Linked DNA regions of Mus musculus: all the other regions are linked to region 1. The links are chromatin contacts, called in public promoter capture Hi-C maps. All regions are on one chromosome and are shown on one strand. Each heading gives the region's core, a stretch centred on a gene start, on an enhancer-like site or on the middle of the called end of the contact. The rest is flanking DNA. Distances are from core to core; before and after follow the strand shown. Region 1 holds the start of Pfkfb4 (6-phosphofructo-2-kinase/fructose-2,6-biphosphatase 4). Region 2 holds the start of Scap (SREBF chaperone). Region 3 holds the start of Elp6 (elongator acetyltransferase complex subunit 6). Region 4 holds the start of Mon1a (MON1 homolog A, secretory traffciking associated). Region 5 overlaps Map4 (microtubule-associated protein 4).

Evidence for each region. Promoter capture Hi-C pulls out the DNA fragments that hold promoters and counts their contacts.
Region 2: a promoter capture Hi-C map of 3T3-L1-derived adipocytes shows a contact between it and region 1, with 2.8 times the contacts expected there. The contact joins the promoter of Scap here to the promoter of Pfkfb4 in region 1. A contact is called at or near these places in 7 of 39 promoter capture datasets (the 3T3-L1 cell line, 3T3-L1-derived adipocytes, cranial neural crest and 3 more) and 1 of 9 other capture datasets (embryonic stem cells).
Region 3: a contact with region 1 is called in a promoter capture Hi-C map of pre-B cells, with 4 times the contacts expected there. The contact joins the promoter of Elp6 here to the promoter of Pfkfb4 in region 1. A contact is called at or near these places in 10 of 39 promoter capture datasets (the 3T3-L1 cell line, 3T3-L1-derived adipocytes, the C10 cell line and 7 more), 1 of 15 datasets of contacts at CTCF or cohesin (embryonic stem cells), 4 of 484 Hi-C or Micro-C datasets (the Ba/F3 cell line, CD4 T cells, embryonic stem cells and 1 more), 4 of 115 datasets of contacts at active chromatin or transcription factors (T-cell acute lymphoblastic leukemia, astrocytes and embryonic stem cells) and 1 of 9 other capture datasets (embryonic stem cells).
Region 4: a contact with region 1 is called in a promoter capture Hi-C map of pre-B cells, with 2.6 times the contacts expected there. The contact joins the promoter of Mon1a here to the promoter of Pfkfb4 in region 1. A contact is called at or near these places in 2 of 39 promoter capture datasets (liver and pre-B cells).
Region 5: a contact with region 1 is called in a promoter capture Hi-C map of HPC-7-derived erythroid cells, with 8 times the contacts expected there. The contact joins the enhancer-like site here to the promoter of Pfkfb4 in region 1. A contact is called at or near these places in 8 of 39 promoter capture datasets (the 3T3-L1 cell line, HPC-7-derived erythroid cells, cranial neural crest and 4 more), 1 of 15 datasets of contacts at CTCF or cohesin (large pre-B cells), 1 of 484 Hi-C or Micro-C datasets (pre-B cells), 1 of 115 datasets of contacts at active chromatin or transcription factors (astrocytes) and 1 of 9 other capture datasets (embryonic stem cells).

What each region holds. Positions count from the first base shown.
Region 1 is chr9:108,990,271-108,993,632 of GRCm38.p6, forward strand. It overlaps Pfkfb4 (6-phosphofructo-2-kinase/fructose-2,6-biphosphatase 4), which reads left to right and starts at 1,632. Exons shown (of 14, transcript NM_173019.5): 1 at 1,632-1,842. The coding sequence starts at 1,746.
Region 2 is chr9:110,331,784-110,335,145 of GRCm38.p6, forward strand. It overlaps Scap (SREBF chaperone), which reads left to right and starts at 1,573. Exons shown (of 23, transcript NM_001001144.3): 1 at 1,573-1,722.
Region 3 is chr9:110,303,349-110,306,710 of GRCm38.p6, forward strand. It overlaps Elp6 (elongator acetyltransferase complex subunit 6), which reads left to right and starts at 1,844. Exons shown (of 7, transcript NM_001081381.1): 1 at 1,844-2,001. The coding sequence starts at 1,948.
Region 4 is chr9:107,886,291-107,889,652 of GRCm38.p6, forward strand. It overlaps Mon1a (MON1 homolog A, secretory traffciking associated), which reads left to right and starts at 1,839. Exons shown (of 6, transcript NM_028369.3): 1 at 1,839-2,112.
Region 5 is chr9:110,079,373-110,082,734 of GRCm38.p6, forward strand. It overlaps Map4 (microtubule-associated protein 4), which reads left to right. Exons shown (of 19, transcript NM_001205330.1): 17 at 409-521; 18 at 2,049-2,238; 19 at 2,363-3,362. The coding sequence ends at 2,370. Among named protein-coding and RNA genes, the nearest start is that of Dhx30, 37 kb to the right of the region's middle. Within about 2 kb of position 1,884, at least 37 of the 459 cell types and tissues checked have an H3K27ac peak or open chromatin away from gene starts, as enhancers often do.

The DNA.
Region 1 (3,362 bases), core at 382-2,881:
TTAAGATATCTTGGTCACAGTCCTTCTGTCTATGCCAAACTCTGGAGAGTTGGTTTGAGACTTGATGAACTGACCCAAAGCAGAGACGTGAAAGGAAGGGATGTGGGCCAATTGTGAACGGGGTCAGCCTTGTTTTTCATGTCCCTAGCTTCTGGCTGGGCATATGTGAGGCAGGAAACCTGCCAGGGGTTTGGTGGAGGGCATCACTAGAGGGTAGTGAGATCGAGATTCAAACCCTGTTGCTGGGGCCTGCACAGAAAATATACAGTTTGGAGAGGCGGGGCTGAGCAGAAAGAAGAGGCCTGAGCTTTCTGGAGACTGGTGGGGGTCAAACGCAGAAGAGTGACTTCCGAACACCACCCCTCACTGGCCTCTAAGGGGTCATGTTCACTGGGGGTCGCCCAGCTGGAGAATTCGTTCATATGGTACCACTTTAGCCCTTAAGCCTGAGCTGCCAGCCCTGGCCCTGGGCCCTTGTCCCAGTACATTTTCAAAGGCAGAGAGGGAGGTAATATAATGAATGAGAACGCCCACATGTTTTTAAACAGATTTCTGAGGCTGACACATTTAATCTGTACCACAGTCTTGTAAAATTGATGACGTCTGCATCTCATTTTCCTGATGAAGAGACAGAAGCTCGTTAAAAAAAAAATTCATTATTAAAACACTAATTGGGGCTGGGGTTAGCTTACTTAGCATACACAAAGCCTTAGGTTCTCTAGGTTCGATTCCCTGCATAAACTCTGTGGAAACACTGGAGCTTGGAAGGTGAAAGCAAGATGAGCAGAAGTTCAAGGTTATCCTCAGCTACACATTAAGTTCCAGGACAGCCTGGCAACATGAAACCAGCCCTTCTTCTCCCCCCCAAAAGAAAGAAAAACCAAACAGCAATAAAATTATAATTGGTAAAATATAAATCCTGGGAAGAAAATCAGAATACTGCTTAGTGAGACCCCAAACAGCTTGTTCATATATTTCAGAGATTTAGCCTAAATTCCCCAGCAGCCAGGCCAAAACATGGTCGATTTTGAGATGTATTCTGTGTTTATGTCCCTAAGAGAAGGGAACTTTTTCTGTGTGGTTGAACAAGTTGTTCTTGTGGACCCGGGAAGTTTCAAGGCTAAAAGCAACCGAGGAGGAACGAAGAAGGTCCAGGAGGGCGCAGCGGTGGTTGACTTCCAGGGCAGCAAGTCAGTCATTAGAGCCATTCAGGGACAAGTGCCACGCTGGTCCAGACTATCCGGCTCTGAGGATCACGCAGGCCTGCTCAGCTTCTCCGTACCCTTCTCAGTAGGCGACTGTGAGGTCACATTTCTCAAGGGAGTAAGAGGCCACACAAGCTTTGGGGCAGGGCTGCAGCACCCTGGGCGGGACCATGAGTGGGGCCTATGCATATAAGAACAATCTGGTTGAGTACAGTAAACTTCACATCCGGGGCGGGGTCTGCATAATCCGGGTGTCAAAGGTAGCTAGTATTGAGCATGCGCGTTATCAACTCTGGTTTGACGGATGGGGCGTGCTTAGTCCAAAAGAAGCTATAGTAAAATTGGGCATGCGTAGTCGTAGGCCAGTGCCTCTTTAGTTTGGGTGGAGCCTATTAGTTCTGGGGCGGGCCTGCGAGAAGATTGACAAGAGTTGGAGCCGCTAGAGGGTGGGCGGGGCCGGAGGGGCGGGACCTCGGGTGGCCCGAGGTGGCCCGGTTGCTGGGTGAGTAGCAGCGCAGTCCGATTCATCCCAGCCCAGGGATGGCGTCTCCACGGGAACTGACCCAGAATCCCCTGAAGAAGATCTGGATGCCGTACAGCAATGGCAGGCCCGCTCTGCACGCCAGCCAGCGTGGTGGTAAGACCGGGGTCCTAAAGGAGAGAGAGAAGGTGAACCCTGATGGGTGGGTAGACGGCCTAGACGAGGGTCTCGAGTGAAAAGGCAGGAGACTGGTAGAGAAGCAGGCACCGGTGAGGCTATTGTAACTGGTGGGCGGAGTCGGGGACAGGTGAGAGGCTGAGAACAGGTGAGCGGGAGTGACCGTGGTACCGTGACAGTGGCCCGCAGAAGTGTGGTGAAGCAGGAGTGGGGACAGATGTGAGGGGACATCTCAGTCTGTTGGAGACTGGGTCTGACCCAGTGGATAGGCACCGACCCGAGCTGTTTCCAGTGCCTGTGTATAGAAGAGGACTTCGTTTGTGGCCGTGGCTCTTTACTCTCTCCTGGCCACAGAGTGGGCTAGCGGGAAGTCTGGCTGGAAACTGAGTTGTGTAGCTCCAGACAAGGCAGTTGGCTTCTTTGAGCTGAGAACTTTTGAAAGCCTAGCCATGGGCTAGTTAGTAGTCCTCAGGTACCCCTTGGTTTTAATGCCAAAGTTTTAGAGGAACTTTGGGGGAGTACAGTTGTCAAGATTTGGACAGTGGGAACGGCACACCATATGGACCTATATCTGTGCCCCTGGATGTGGAAGCACCCACTTGAGTTCACTGTTAAATAACTGCACAGGAGAGTCAAACATCAAAGAACTATGCTGGAATTTGTGAATTGCGAAGTGACTTACCTCTTCTGGGATCCTGAGTGTTCTCATCTACTTCCTTGGCTTTTCTGTTTGTTCTTGAACGAGTCTGTAATTTTTTATTGACAGGGAAAAGAAAAAAATTGTTTTATAAGTAACTCAAATATTGTAATGAATTTGCAGCTTGGCAAAGACCTCAGAGAACATCTCGTACAACTGGTGGCGCAGATATGGAAATGGAGATCAGGCTGTTGTGTGATGTGCCAGGGTCTCCGTGCATTCCTAAAGGCTGCTGTGTGTGATAAGGGAGGGGAGGGTCCTCTACGCTTCTGTGGCCAAGGCCAGCCTGAGGCCACGACTTTGACCATTACCATAATGAGAGGGGTTGGGAGTGGGGAAGGCGTGTGTTATATGATCATGACTTGGGTCCTCCTAGAATGGCAGTAGTTCAGAAGCAGACTGTGTTCCTGTGGGTGGTGGCTCTGACCACAGTATGGGTACTGGTGGAGCCATAGCTGTGCAGACAGACACATTCTGAGTCCTCAGGGGCTGTGGATTTAGCCTGGCCAGCTTCCAAAAGGAAGAATTAATCAGAAGCTCCTTGCCAGTCTATTAGGACAGCCGTCCAGACCAGAGGGTGGCTGCCCCCGTTACAGAAGGGCAGGGACCTGGACTTTGGGGACAGTAACGCTCAAGCCACATCCTGGACCAGCTGTGTGATCTTGGACAAGGAGCCAACCCTTAGACCTCAGCCTAGGATGAGACCATTGTCATTTTTGCCTCTAACAAGTAAATACTTGAAAATTGGAAGCAAGCTGGGTGTGGTGGTGCAAACCTTTGATCCCAGCACTCAGGAGGCAGA
Region 2 (3,362 bases), core at 323-2,822, 1.3 Mb after region 1:
TTTTGACCATTCCTTGAACCCATGTGTGTGCCCACTGATGAAGCCCACTGCCAGGTGTTTGTGATATTGGTTGCTGAGAAAGAGTCAGAAAATCTCCCCAGCAACCACAACCGGGCCAATCCTGAGTTGCTGCCCCTGCACCAGACTCTTTCCTTGTACCCCTCCCATACCCATTTCTTGAGAATTGTTTAGATCTGGAAATCCCCCCACTCTCCCCTTCTCCTTTCCCCCCTGAGGGCCTATAAAAACTGGGACCTCTTTCCCCTCGAGGTCGACTCCTCTAACCCTGCGTGGGATATGAGTCATCCCCAGAGCTCTGGCTTTCCCCGAATAAAGCCTCATGTGGTTTGCATCAAGCTTGGTCTATCGTGAGTTCTTGGGTGTCTGCTATTATCCTGAGGCCTGAGCGAGAGGCTCCTCTGGGGAGTCTTTCACCACCACTGCCAGTTTGCTGGGGGTTAAGGCTCATATTCAAGGCTGGGCAAGCAGTATATCAACTGAGTTACATCTCTACCAGAAACCTGCTTTATAGAATAACCCTATTCCAAAGGCTGAAGTGGCCACCTCTGATTTGTTTTGCACGGTGACTATACTTATATTTTCTCTTCCCCCACCACTGGTGCCCTTGAGGGCAGGTACAGGGTCTGTTCTACCTTAGTATGCCTTGGGGGTGAGCAAGAGTGACACGAAAGAAGTATGTTTAAGGTAGCAAGATGGGGGCAGGTGGCCACTCTGACCTGTGACACTCAGAGAGTCAAGACATTGGTAGTGTGGTTGAGATCTCTCCACAGGCAGGCCTGAGGACAAATGGAAACATAGCAACCAGGGTTGGTGCTGTTGCTGAGTGTCTGGAACCTCACTTTCCCCAAGGCCAAATGAGAGAACACACACCATATGCTTAACTCAGCATTTACCAGAGCAGTCACTCAGCATAATCCGTTACATGTGCAAGTCGACTGGTGGCAGTTCAGAAGGTGGAAGAGACTCAGACACCCATAGTTCCTCTACGTGGGAATAAACACTGAGTATATATCTTCCACTTTACCCTATGCATTGTATTTTTAACAAAAATGGAATCCTAACACCAGCTTGGTTTTGAACTAGCTTTCATTATAAGTGCTCATTTAACATCCTTGGTGTTGGAGGCTCCTATACCTAGTTCATCAACTGAATACACTTGCTATTTAGCTCAGTTGCTTCTAATTCCCTGGTTTGTTTTTCTTTTTGATGCTGCTGTGGATCAAACCCAGGGCCCCTAGCGTCTCAGGCAAGCTCTCTACCACTGAGCCATACACCCAGCCCCGCTTCTAATCCTTTGGCACTATAAAGCATGGAACACGAGCTCTTGTGCATGTTCTCAATCACTTCCCAGGACAGTGATGCTGTCAAAACTCTGAAGTGCTACTAGCCACCTTTTTCCAGGCCACAGGCAACTCCAGTACTTCCTCTCGCAGTTGTGTGGCAGGGGACCACCAGGGGGCGAACCCGAGCCGTTGGCAGTGCCAGACTACGCATGCGCACGCCGCCGGGAGCACGTGTGGAGGGCGGCGGAGCGGGAGGGGAAAGGTAGGAGTTGAGAGGTGAAGGGGCGGGGAGCTGCGCGGGCGCCGGGCGGCCGGGAGGGAGAGGGCGGGCTCCAAACACCGGACCGCGGGCCAGGAGCGCGCAGGCCGTTCTCCGCCGCTCGGTCGCCGCCGCCCGGGAGCTGCCTCGCTGCCACAGGTACCTCAGCGCGCGTCTGCACGGTGCGGCTGGGCCCCGGCGCCGGCCTCGCGCCGCTCGTGCCCGGGAGTTCCGGGATGCGGGCGAGCCCGGGCAGGGGCGCGCGGGCGTGGGCGCTGTCCAGCAGCCCGAGGCGCGGCTCCGGAGACCGCAGTCTGGAGCTGGGGGCCGGACGGTCTCGCGTCCCCCTTCCCGACCGCGCCCCCGCCCGGGCCGAGCTGCCTGGGTCGCGATGGGTTCAGGCTGAGTGAGCTCAGGCAGGTAGGCTCGCCGCTGGATCCTGCTTTGGGGTTGTCTGGGGTTGTCTGGGTGAGGGCTAGACCCTGTGACTCAGTCCTGCCTCTTTCCGAAGATCCGATAGCCAGGCAACATGTAGATTCTCTGCTGGGAGTGCTCGGTTTCTGGTTTTATGTGTTGCTTAAACCTAAACTTTGCTCGCTTATGTTGCTTATGTTTACTTCCAGGTGGTTTTGTTGCATCAGGGTTATAATGGGATAGCGCTAGCTGCAGCGAGTCCCGGGTCCACACTGCATCTCAGAAAGTTGTGCAGATGGTGGCGATGAAGAGGAGGGCAGTGAGCCACAGGTGGCGGCGGGTGAGGGGTGGGAGTGGGAGTGGGGTCCTGGAGGTAGTCTTCCTTAGTTTAGCTTATTTATCTCTTATGGTGACGGAAGCGATGAATAAATAAGTTCATGATGATCTTGTAGTAATTCTTGTGAAGTCGACATAGGAACAGTCTTTAATGATGCGTTTGGGTGCGTTTGTAGAGTTTGCTTATGCAGTGTGCAGCCATCTCAAGGTGTGCTAAACATTAAAGCTTTTCTTAGAGTCAGGATCAAGTGTATCTAGTTAGTGCTGAATGCATTTTAGGTGTAACCTGTGTGATGCTCAAGTGAAGATTGTATGTTATGAAGTATATGCTAATGTATTTCAAATCTAAAGGCTTTTTATATATTTGCAGCGTTTCTGCTTGGCAAATATTTTGTTTGTATTGTTTTTTTAACGACCAACAGGAAATACAAGTATAAACATTATTCCTATACTCATTATTAAGTTACTTGGGGACGTGTGCCTAGGGCATTGGTCTGCCACTGAGTAACACCTGTGGCTTTTTATTTTGAGTTGGGCTTCATTGCCCAGGCTGACCACAAAGTTTCATCCTCCTGCCTCGGTTTCCTGAATATGTGGGATAGCAGATGTGTGTGCTCCTGCTCCTGCTCGGCACTCATTCTTTGGTCAGGTTGAAAAGCAAGAACTGGCTTCCCCTTACTTGAAACTCCGTTGTTGTTGAATACTCTCTTGTTACTGTGTGTGTGGGGGGGGGGGGGCGGGTGGGAAGTACCTCTCCAGATGTTTCCATGTGCTTTAAAAGTCACGGTTTGGGAACCCTACCACCCATTTAGATTACTGTCCTGAGATGGGCACAAAACCTTTACTCTTAGTTTGTGGCTAGAACACAGAACCATAAAAATTGTGATTTGCCTGAGGCCATATGTAAGCTGCTTAACTGTCCTGTTGGGAAAGGGACCATGCCTGCCGTCCGTTTGTATTTGTTAATGTGGTTGGTTAGAGTTGCCACAGTTCAGGATCACTCCAGATACTCATCTCGGCGAGCCTAGAATTCATGTGCACTTTGCTCA
Region 3 (3,362 bases), core at 594-3,093, 1.3 Mb after region 1:
ATTGCTGAGCCATCTCTCCAGCCCCAATCACAATTTCTTAGTGAAGGTACCTCTGACAACTACCTTAATTTCAAATCTCTATCCAGTCTTGCTTTTCTCTACAGTACCTACAGAGATCGGGTGCAGTTGTATTTCCTTTTATTCCTTTCTAATTATGCCTTTTGAGTTTATAATTATACCATCCCCCTTCCCGTTTCTCCCTCCATATCCCTCTCCTGGCTCTCTTTCACATTCATGGCCGATTTTTTTTCATTGTTTTTACATAACTGTATGTTTCTGTATATAACCTCTGTATATTTCATTATTTCATTTACTTGTTTATTTGTTGTGTTTTTGTTTTGTTTTGTTTTTGTTTTTCTGTATAGATCTGGCTGTCCTAGAATTTGATCTGTAGATCAGGCTGGTCTCGAATTCAGAGATCTGACTGCTTCTGTTTCTTTTTTTTTTTTTAAAGATTTATTTATTATTATATGTAAGTACACTGTAGCTGTCTTCAGACACACCAGAAGAGGGAGTCAGATCTTGTTATAGATGGTTGTGAGCCACCATGTGGTTGCTGGGATTTGAACTCTGGACCTTCAGAAGAGCAGTCGGGTGCTCTTACCCACTGAGCCATCTCACCAGCCCTGCTTCTGTTTCTTAAGTGCTGAAATTAAAGGTATGTGCCACCACCACTAGCTTATATTTCTTTCTTCCTCTTCTTCCTCCTCCTCCTCTTTTTTGTTTGTTTGCTTGCTTGTTTTTTCGAGATGGGGTTTCTGTGTTCGCCTGGCTAGCCTGGATTCACTTTGTAGACCAGGATGGCCTCATACTGCCAGAGATCTGCCTGCCTCTGCCTCCTGAACACTAGGATTAAAGGTGTGCCCCATAACGCCCAGTTCCATTATTTTTATTTTTTAGAGGTAGTTTCACAAAGCTCAGACTTGCTGGCAACCCTCCTGCCTAAGCCTCCTGACAGCTGAGATCACAGATGTTGGCAGCATGCTTTTTATGTTGTTTTTGATGCTAGGAAAGAACTCTTCAACTGACCTGTATCCCTCTGACTTTTCTTTTTTGTTCTTTTATTGTTTTAGCAGAAGGCCGAGGAGGGCCTTGCTTATTTAAAATAAAACTATGCATACGTTTTGATGGTATGTATAGGTGCACCACTTCTATGCTTGGTACCCTTGGAGGCCAGAAGAGGCTATCAGATTCCCTGGGACTGTAGTTACAGAGGGTTATAAGTTGCCAAGTGGATAATGAGAATCAAATTAGGGTCCTCTAAAATCTTCTGAGTCCCCTTAAATTTTTTTGTGTATATTGTGTGTGCATGTGCTGCAGAGCCCAGAAGAGGGCGTCGGGTCCCCTGGAGCTGGAGTTACAAGTAGAGCAACCCAATGTGGGTGGTCTTCAGAGGGAGGAAGAAGAGCGTTTATTCCCTGAGCCATCTCTTTGGCCTCCTGGCTTCTGCTTTATACAAAAAGCTCTTCAGGATGTAATTCTGTGCTAGTAAGGTTTGTTCTCTCTTTTTGCGAAGATCCTGCAAACATTTCTCTATGTGTTCCATGTATCTAGCCCAAGTTTGTGAGCAATACACTAGGAAGACGTGGAGCAACTAAGACCCGGAGGTGCGGAGGGAGGGGGAGCAACGGAAAGAGAAAGCTCGCCTGCTCGTGCTAAATCGTGAGGGAGCACCAGCACTGTGTGGACCCGCACCTACTGAGAGCAGCACAATGGTCCATTGCCCGAATGAGAGATCGCTCTAAGGCTCAGCTTTACGAGCATACGTGCTCACGCGCTTGCGCAGCAGCAGCAGCAGCATCACAACCCCAAGCCTGATTGGCTGACTCGAGTCCGGCAGCGAGATCACGCATGCGCGCTTTCTCGCGCTCGCGAGCACGGTCTTGTGGGTGCTGTTCTTGGACCTTCATTCTTTCTGTAGAACCATAATTTTTATCCCAGTTCACGATGTTTCCGGAACTCAACAACCTTCTCAGCACCACCCCAGACAAGACCGAGCAGGTAAGATGTCGTGCGGACCGGAAGAGGGCAGGTCCCGGGAGCGTGCAGGATTGCATCCGGGACGCTGCGCGGTGGAGTAGGCGCGTCTGCCGTAAACCGAGGGCATCTGGGAGTTGTAGTCTGGAGAGGGCTCGCCGAGGCTGCAGTCGCATTCCTGGGCCTTTGGAAGATGGGTTTCTGGACTATCTTGCGTGTTCGCTTCCAGCCCCAGGACCATGTGCTCCGTGCCACACTGGCGCCCAAAGATGGTTGCAGAGCAGGCCCTAGAGGAGATCCTTTTATCTGTCCTGAATCTCCTTCCACCATGGAACATTTTACAGGTTGCACGGAACACTGCTTGCACTCTTCCTAGTTCTGATGATATCTGGTTGCAAAAAGGCCTCAGCATATTCCATCCCCTCTGTTTTTCCCAACCTCCTCACTCTCCATGGAACCTCGAAATGTCTTTCACATTTTCACTTAGGGGTTACCTCTCCCAGGAGTATATCTGTTTTATTCTGTAATTTGCAGCAAACACACCACATATGGAAAGCTTTAAATAGATCTTGTGGATTTTGGTTGTTTGGTTGCTTATTTGTTTTTTTTGTTTTTTGAGACAGGGTTTCTCTGTGTAGCTCTGGCTGTCCTGGAACTCACTCTGTAGACCAGGCTAGGCCTTGAACTCAAGAAATCTGCCTGTCTCTGCCTCCCAAGTGCTGGGATCAAAGGCGTGTGCCACCACTGCCCTGCGATCCTTCTGGGTTTTATTTGCCTAACAGTTCTTGACTGTTCAGACCTCCAGTTCTGACTACTTTTCTAGTTGCTAGGGCATTTCCCAGGTCCAGAGTGACAGCAGGAAGTGACCACTTTGGGTGGGAAATGTGTTTCAAGGCCAGGCAGTGTGATTTGGCATTTTATATTGGGGGGAGGGAGGAGAGGGACACAGCTGAAACCCAGAGGCATTGGACAGGTTTTCCCTAGGTTGGTACAGCATTGAGGTGGTGTGTGACAGCCCTTGGTCCCAATGTTGTCTGTTACTTACAGAACTACAGCAGGTAGTTAGGCAATGCAGAGACCATCTTCATAGGGCTTTCCAGCGATTGCTGTGATAAGAGTCCCGTCTGAACCACAGTCACTGGGAGATCTTTGTCATCAGAGGCCTTGTCAAGAATTGGGCCAGGGGATAGAACAGTGGATATAGGGCTTGGCACCAAGTATAGAAGTGGAATTTGGGTTCCAAGAACCCACGTCAAAGCCAGGTAGGCAAGAGGACACCTGTCATCCCAGCACTAAAGAGGCAGAGGTGGGATCCCTGGGGCAAGCTGGCTGGCTGCATTAGTTCAGATTGCCTAGTCATTAAGATTCCCTACCTTGATAAATTG
Region 4 (3,362 bases), core at 589-3,088, 1.1 Mb before region 1:
ACCTAAAAGTGGGACAATGTCAAGGAAGTTTTAGTTTCCTTCTGCTGCTGTGCTAGAACATTCTGACCAAAGGCAACTGAGGGGAGGAGAGGACTGATTTCAGCTCACAGGCCACAGTTGATCCTTAAGGAAACTCAGCACAGGAACTTTTGAAGCAGAAACCAGGAAGGAACCCATGTTGCTTGCTGGCTCACTCAAGCTGAGTAGCCCAGGACCACCTGCCCAGGGAATAACACTAATTGCAATGAGCTGGGCACTCCTGCATCAATTAACAACTGAAACAATTCCCCACAGACACTGTGTCAAGTTGAGAACTGAAGCTGATTAGAACAACACCCAACGTAAGATGTGCACACACACCCCTGCACATATTCCCATACATATTTGCACATACATGAACACAGAACATACATATGCACACAAAAGAAGACCTCGAACTCAGAAATCTGCCTGCCTCTGCCTCCCAAGTGCTGGGATTAAAGGGGTGAGCCATCACCGCCCTGCTCAAAAATTCTTACTTTAGACTCGTATAGTGAAATAATATGAAATGAAGTATATAGGGAAAACTTGTATAAATTATATTTGCTTCAAGGTAGGAACCTGGAAGCCAGAGCAAGCAAAGAGAGGAAATCCTGAAAGACCTATGGAGACTTGGAGAAGTTCCACTCCCCTTCTCAGTCTCCACTGCAAAGGAACGAACTCCCTCTCACATGGGACGCTTCCCTTACCCAGCATTTAAGGGTCTGGTAACCCTGTGGAAACTATCTCCAGGAAAAGGTCACAGGTTGTCATCATGTCAGTCACACATATGCCAGTATTATGGAGCCAGATTTCAAATTTGCATGGGAGAGAGGGAGGGAGGGAGAGAGAGAGAGAAAGAGAGAGAGAGAGCACACATATGCCAGTATTATGGAGCCAGATTTCAAATTCGCATGGGAGAGAGGGAGGGAGGGAGGGAGAGAGAGAGAGAGAGAGAGAGAGAGAGAGAGAGAGAGAGAGAAGAGAAGAGAGAGAAGAGAGAGATCCCCAACTTCTCCGACCTCCTTAGGGAGCCTGTCAAACTGCAAGGAAAAGTCAGAGGTTTTTGACTTTGTCCTTTATCTCAGAACTATTGGGATGACTAACCATGAAGCTTGAAAAGTAAGCAAATTGCTTCAGATAAAATATAAGTAATACTAGCCATTCCCTAATTTTGCTTCTTCAAACTATTCACCAGAAATAAGGGCTGCTGGGAAAACTTGTTTTCCTGTTTTTATTACTTTGTGTCTAGGAAATTATAAGCAGTGGTTCCTTGCCCTTAGAAATCACCCAGGAGCTTTTTCAAACAACTCCGATGCCTCGTACCTCACATTCATCCCATTAAGTAAAAATCTATAGGATAGTGTCCAGGCATTAATGTTTTTTTAAAAGCTCCCCGGGTCAGTTTATGTGAATTGTTGAGAATTGTGCTTTCTATTGCCTTAAAATAATATACTGTGACCAGACTTAAGGTCTTTTTAAGCAACAATTTTTGAGTCTTTTCAACACGTCCGCGTCTTGTACAGTCTATGTGGTTGTGCTCACTAGTGGCATTTATCCAGCTCCCTAAACTTATCATCTTTCCATGATCGGTGGGGAAATACTGACGTTCGTTCTGGTCCCTTAAAGTAAACATCTAGTGGGTGTTTGGGGGGAAGGGTAGAGGACCCGCCTCTAAGACACGGAAGAAGGCGGTGCCAGGTGAGGCAACCCGGGTCCTAGGTCAGACCCCGCCTCTGGCATCGCCAGGCTCGGGAGCCCGGAACCGCTCCCGCAGCTTTAAGGCTGCGGAGAGTTACGGACTACATTTCCCACAATGCACACAGGGGCGGGCTGGGGCTGGCCAAGAGGCTGGAACCGGGCCTCCGCCACCAGAGGCCGGTGAAAGCTGTCTTCCTGCGCCGGTGGCCGGTTAAGGGTCGGCAGGAGAGATCGGTTCCTCCGCTGTGGCCATGTCTGTATCCTCCAGGGGCGGTAGCCCCGCGAAGTTGCACTCTGAGGCCAGGCACTGCTGGACACTTATATCTCCCCAGGGGTCTGGCAGAGGGCAGTGACTGGTACCCTCGGTAGGTCCTGTGTTTCCCCAAGAAACAGGTGAGTTCGACTGCTAACCCACGTGGCCTGGGGGCGGCGAGAGGCGGGCAAGCTGTCATCTTTAGAGGGAGGGGCTTGAAAACTAGGGGGGGGGGGTGTCCCGGCCATCTACTGCCCCGATAGGGGTACTGCGGCTCTTTGGGGTCCTTTAGCCGGCTGGTCCCAGCTAGGCACTAAGAAAGATGAGGCGAGAACTCATCCTTTGGCCGGGAGAGCAATGTCCCATAGGCAGCAGACACCAACCCCCAATTCGGACATATTCGGCCCACAGAGTTCTCTTTAAAAGGAGGATGGTGGAGCGAGGCAGGCAGGTCTGAAAGGGTGAGCCAACCCTTTCTAGGTAGAGTTTGCTTGGGAACTGTGAGCAGCCTTTGTCAGGAAGGGGAGTGGCCTCTAGAGGTGACAAGGAACTAGGCTCATTGTAGATCCTGGAGGCATCCTGCTGAAGCAGCCACATCACAGTCCCAATTGAGCCCTGACTGTCAGACTTTCTGAGTCGTCCTCCCAAGTGGACCAAAGGGGTCAAGATCAAATTTGAAGCGCTGTTAGAACAGGAAAAAAGATCAAGGTTGTTTGAAGCTAGTAAGGAGGGGCTTTTGCAAGACCCTCCTCTCTCAGGAGCAATCTGAAGGAGGGAGGCGCATTGGAAGGAGGGACAGCATCAGCTTTTTGTTTGTTTGTTTGTTTTTGTTCTTGGTGATTTTGTTCATAGGCTCTGCTAGAGGCTTCTAGGAAAAGTTGCATGCCCTGGGAGCACTTAGAGGAACTGCCTAAAAAGTGTTCCTGTAGAGACCACTGGAGCTGTTCTCAGACACCTCCCTTGCATAACGGCTCAGGACCAGCTTTTCCAGGAGCACTTGCTGCAGAAATCAAAGTCTATTGGAGGTGGGAGGTGGGCTTTATCTGCTCCACTCAGCCTTCTTGCCTGAGTGTGTGGGTATCCAGAAAACGGTTCGCTTCACCAGGCCTTCTGGTTGGAACCCCAGACTGACCTTGGAGAGGATAAAAATGCTATATGATCTCACATAGAAGGAGAACTTTTGTGGAAAAAAAAAAAAAAAAAAGCACCGGCTAGCTCTAGACAGCTGGCCCTGCTCCGTTCCCTGTGCAGGTCCTATGCTGGGGACACTCAGGAACACTGGATTTATTTAACCCTCAGAAGCACAAAAAGTGTCCTGAAGGAGCATGTTGTCAGGACGGCATAGCTGGTGTAGAACTTGTTTGGAGTTTGAAGGCAGAAGTACAAAGCC
Region 5 (3,362 bases), core at 634-3,133, 1.1 Mb after region 1:
ATCCTTGCTCCTGTGTTCAGGTGTCCTTCATTTTTCCCCAGCCGGGGAGCACTGGCTCCTGTCTGCCTTTTTTCAACTCACACTTGTGAGCATACTCACTGTCTCACTCTTCCTTCTCACTGTGTGGCTCAAGCATTCAGTGTCTGTAGCCCATCCCTGTCATTCACCAAGTGTCAGAGAGTTAGGGAGACCTGGGGAGCCAGGAGCCAGTGCAGGCTAGGCATGCAGTGGTTCGAGGGCAGCAGCCTTCCCTCCACAATAGGTATTTTCACTTCCTCTCCTGTCCTCTGAACCACCCTTGAGCTGTTTAATTTCCTTGTTTTTAGAAGGGACTACAGCCATCTGTGGCCATTCCTCTCTAGACTCCTGACTTGGCTCACAGGTGTATTCTGCTACCCTTTGTTCCAGGTGGAGGAGATGTCAAGATTGAAAGTCAGAAGTTGAACTTCAAGGAGAAGGCCCAAGCCAAAGTGGGATCCCTTGATAACGTGGGCCACTTGCCTGCAGGAGGTGCCGTGAAGGTAGTGAGTGAACCACCAGTACGCAGCTAGAGTAGTGTGTCTCCGTTGCAGTTGGAGTGGGGCTTAGTGGGCCTGTCACCGCCCCTCAGTTTCTTCAGGAGTCACATGTTCTTCGTGCCATTGCTGTCTCCATTTCCACTGTTAGTCCAAAGGGAGTCAAAGAGCCCCAGCCACCTCAGCTTGTGGCAGAATCTGCCCCCGAGAGCTGTGACCTGCCTCATTGGGCCCATCCCATCCATTTCTGAGGGAATGTAGGTTGGAACACAAATGACAAGCAAGCTGGGCCTTGCAATTCCTTGACTGTCAGTTTCAGCTGCTAGGGACGGGCTGCTGGGGCTGTCCTGGCCAGACTCTGGAAGAGCATGAGAGTACAGGCGAACTTCTTCCATATCTGACATTGGCTGGGCCTCTCCTCTTTGATCCCTCTCTTCTTTCCTCCTCCCTCCTCTTCCCTTCCACCTCGTTCCACAGTACCGTGAGACCTTTTGTGTGCCAAGATCCCATTTATCCTTCATTCTGTGTCGGGGCAGCCGGGGAGGCCCATGCAGGTTGCAGTTTACAGACTCCCAGGCATGAAGCTGCTGCTGATTTTCAGGGAAAGTGATCAGGGACCTTCCCTCTGTGCCTGCTCACTGTGCTGGCCATTCTGCTGCTTTCCTGTCCTGTCCTCTGGTTCCAGGTCTGACTCCACTTCAGAGACCATTTTAGGGCTCTTTGCTCTTAGAGTTTTGATCCTCTGGGACTTGAGAATATCATCCTTCAGTCTTGTCTAAAAGGGGACATTACAGATTTGGTGTCTTGTTCATGACATCAGGAAGTGATTGCAGCTTAAGATTCTCACTCAGATTTTCTATGCCAAGTTTTGTATTACTTTTTTTCACTTCATCAATGTCTGTCTCTACTCTTGCCTGGTGGGTTTTCCAGGACATGAGTCTAGCTCATAAAAGCTCCCACTGTTGTTGTATGCTTGACCCATGCTGCAGGTCCAATGTCCTTCTGTTGAGCTCCACAAGGTTTCCCCGTAATGTTCCTGGATCACACCTCTTTGAATACCTTATTTTGCTTCCTCTGTCCACAGGCTCTAGAATGATGTCCACATAAAAGATGCTCTCCCGTGAGGGGACCTTACTTCACGGATGAGCAGGCAGGGAGCCTACTTAGTTACCAAAAGCCCTTCCAAAGCAATGGGTGTGCCTGGCAAGGAGCACCTCTACTTTCCAGCCAAGTGTAGACCTCTGCTATATGCTCTTTAGAGTTACTGTTGTTGTAGCTATTTTTAATTTGGTATCAATCTTGGTGAGAGTCACAGAGTTCCATAATGAGATTCCCAAGAGTGGCATTAGCCCAGCAACTCAGTGTTGGGCTGATGAGTCAGTGTTGGGGGAAGAGAAGCAAAGGCCAGATATAGAGCTGGGTTGCTGGGGGGTGTGCGGGGTGGGAAGGCTATACAGGAAACTCACCACCATCACCCCATTCCACTCCCTCCCCAACTGACCCTTCACTGTCTCCCCCACTGTTTCATTGTAGACTGAGGGCGGTGGCAGTGAGGCCCTTCCGTGTCCAGGCCCCCCCGCTGGGGAGGAGCCAGTCATCCCTGAGGCTGCGCCTGACGCTGGCGCCCCTACTTCAGCCAGTGGCCTCAGTGGCCACACCACCCTGTCAGGGGGTGGTGACCAAAGGGAGCCCCAGACCTTGGACAGCCAGATCCAGGAGACAAGTAAGTGGCTGGGCTTGGCCTAAGGGCCAGCCAGGGGCCCTGTCACTGGCTGAAAATTGAAGCTCCTTTGTTTTATGACTGGAGTATGGCCTAAATTTTAACAAAGTAACCTTTTATCTTCCAGGCATCTAATGATGACATTCTGGTCTCGTCTTCCATCTCCCCTGTGTTCCCTCTCTTGTCTCCCCCCCTTGTTACCCTCTCCCATCCCTCCTCACGTGTCACTGCAGATTGAGACCTACAGGCTGACGTTCCGGGCAAATGCCAGGGCCCGCACCGACCATGGGGCTGACATTGTCTCCCGGCCTCCCCACTTCCCTGGTGGCCCAAGCTTGGGGTCTCGAGCCCTGGGCTCCTTTTCCCGGGCTGTCTACTAGACTTGTAAGCTCTTGGGTGCTGGGCAGCCCCTTTAGGCCTCCCTCCCTCCTGCCTCGCTTGCTCAAGGCAGCAGCAGCCCCACTCGCTGCCATTACACCTCCTTCCACCCCTTTCTGGGCCAACTCCAACTTCACTATCTCACCACTTCACCACTGCACCACGGAGAAAGTTGGGCGGGGACGGGAGTCCAGTGGGATCTCTGTGGGATCTAGGGGTGAGGAGCTGGATTCCAGCCTTGGCTGTTTGGTTTTTTTGGACCAAACCCAAAAGAAACTGACAAACCTCTCTTCCCTGGCTCAACCTGGAGGGACTGGTAAAGGTGAACTCCACGTGGAGACCAGCACCGACTGAATCCCTGGAACCTAAACCACTCCTTGACCCCACGGGGTGGAAGCCACCATTTGGTGGTACCAGGCCCTTTTGCTGCCTCACCTCAAGTTAGTCAAGGATCAGTCCTCCTTGTCCCCACGACTTATCGTACCTGAGTAGCTGCTGTCTCACTTTTTTATTCTTTCCTCTCCCAATAACCTATGAACTGGTGGTGTAGTTTGCAGGCTGAAGCCATGTCTAAATGAGAGTTCTTGGTAGGTGGTGAGGGAAGTGGGGAAGGAGATCCCGAGTCTCCACTGAGGAGGCTGTCAGATATTGGCGGGGGTTGCCCTACTCTGGGCAGCTTGGGCCCTGCAGGAAGAAGTGAAGTCAGACAGCTAGGGTGGGTCAGTGTGGCTGATTGTGTTGGTATTGTG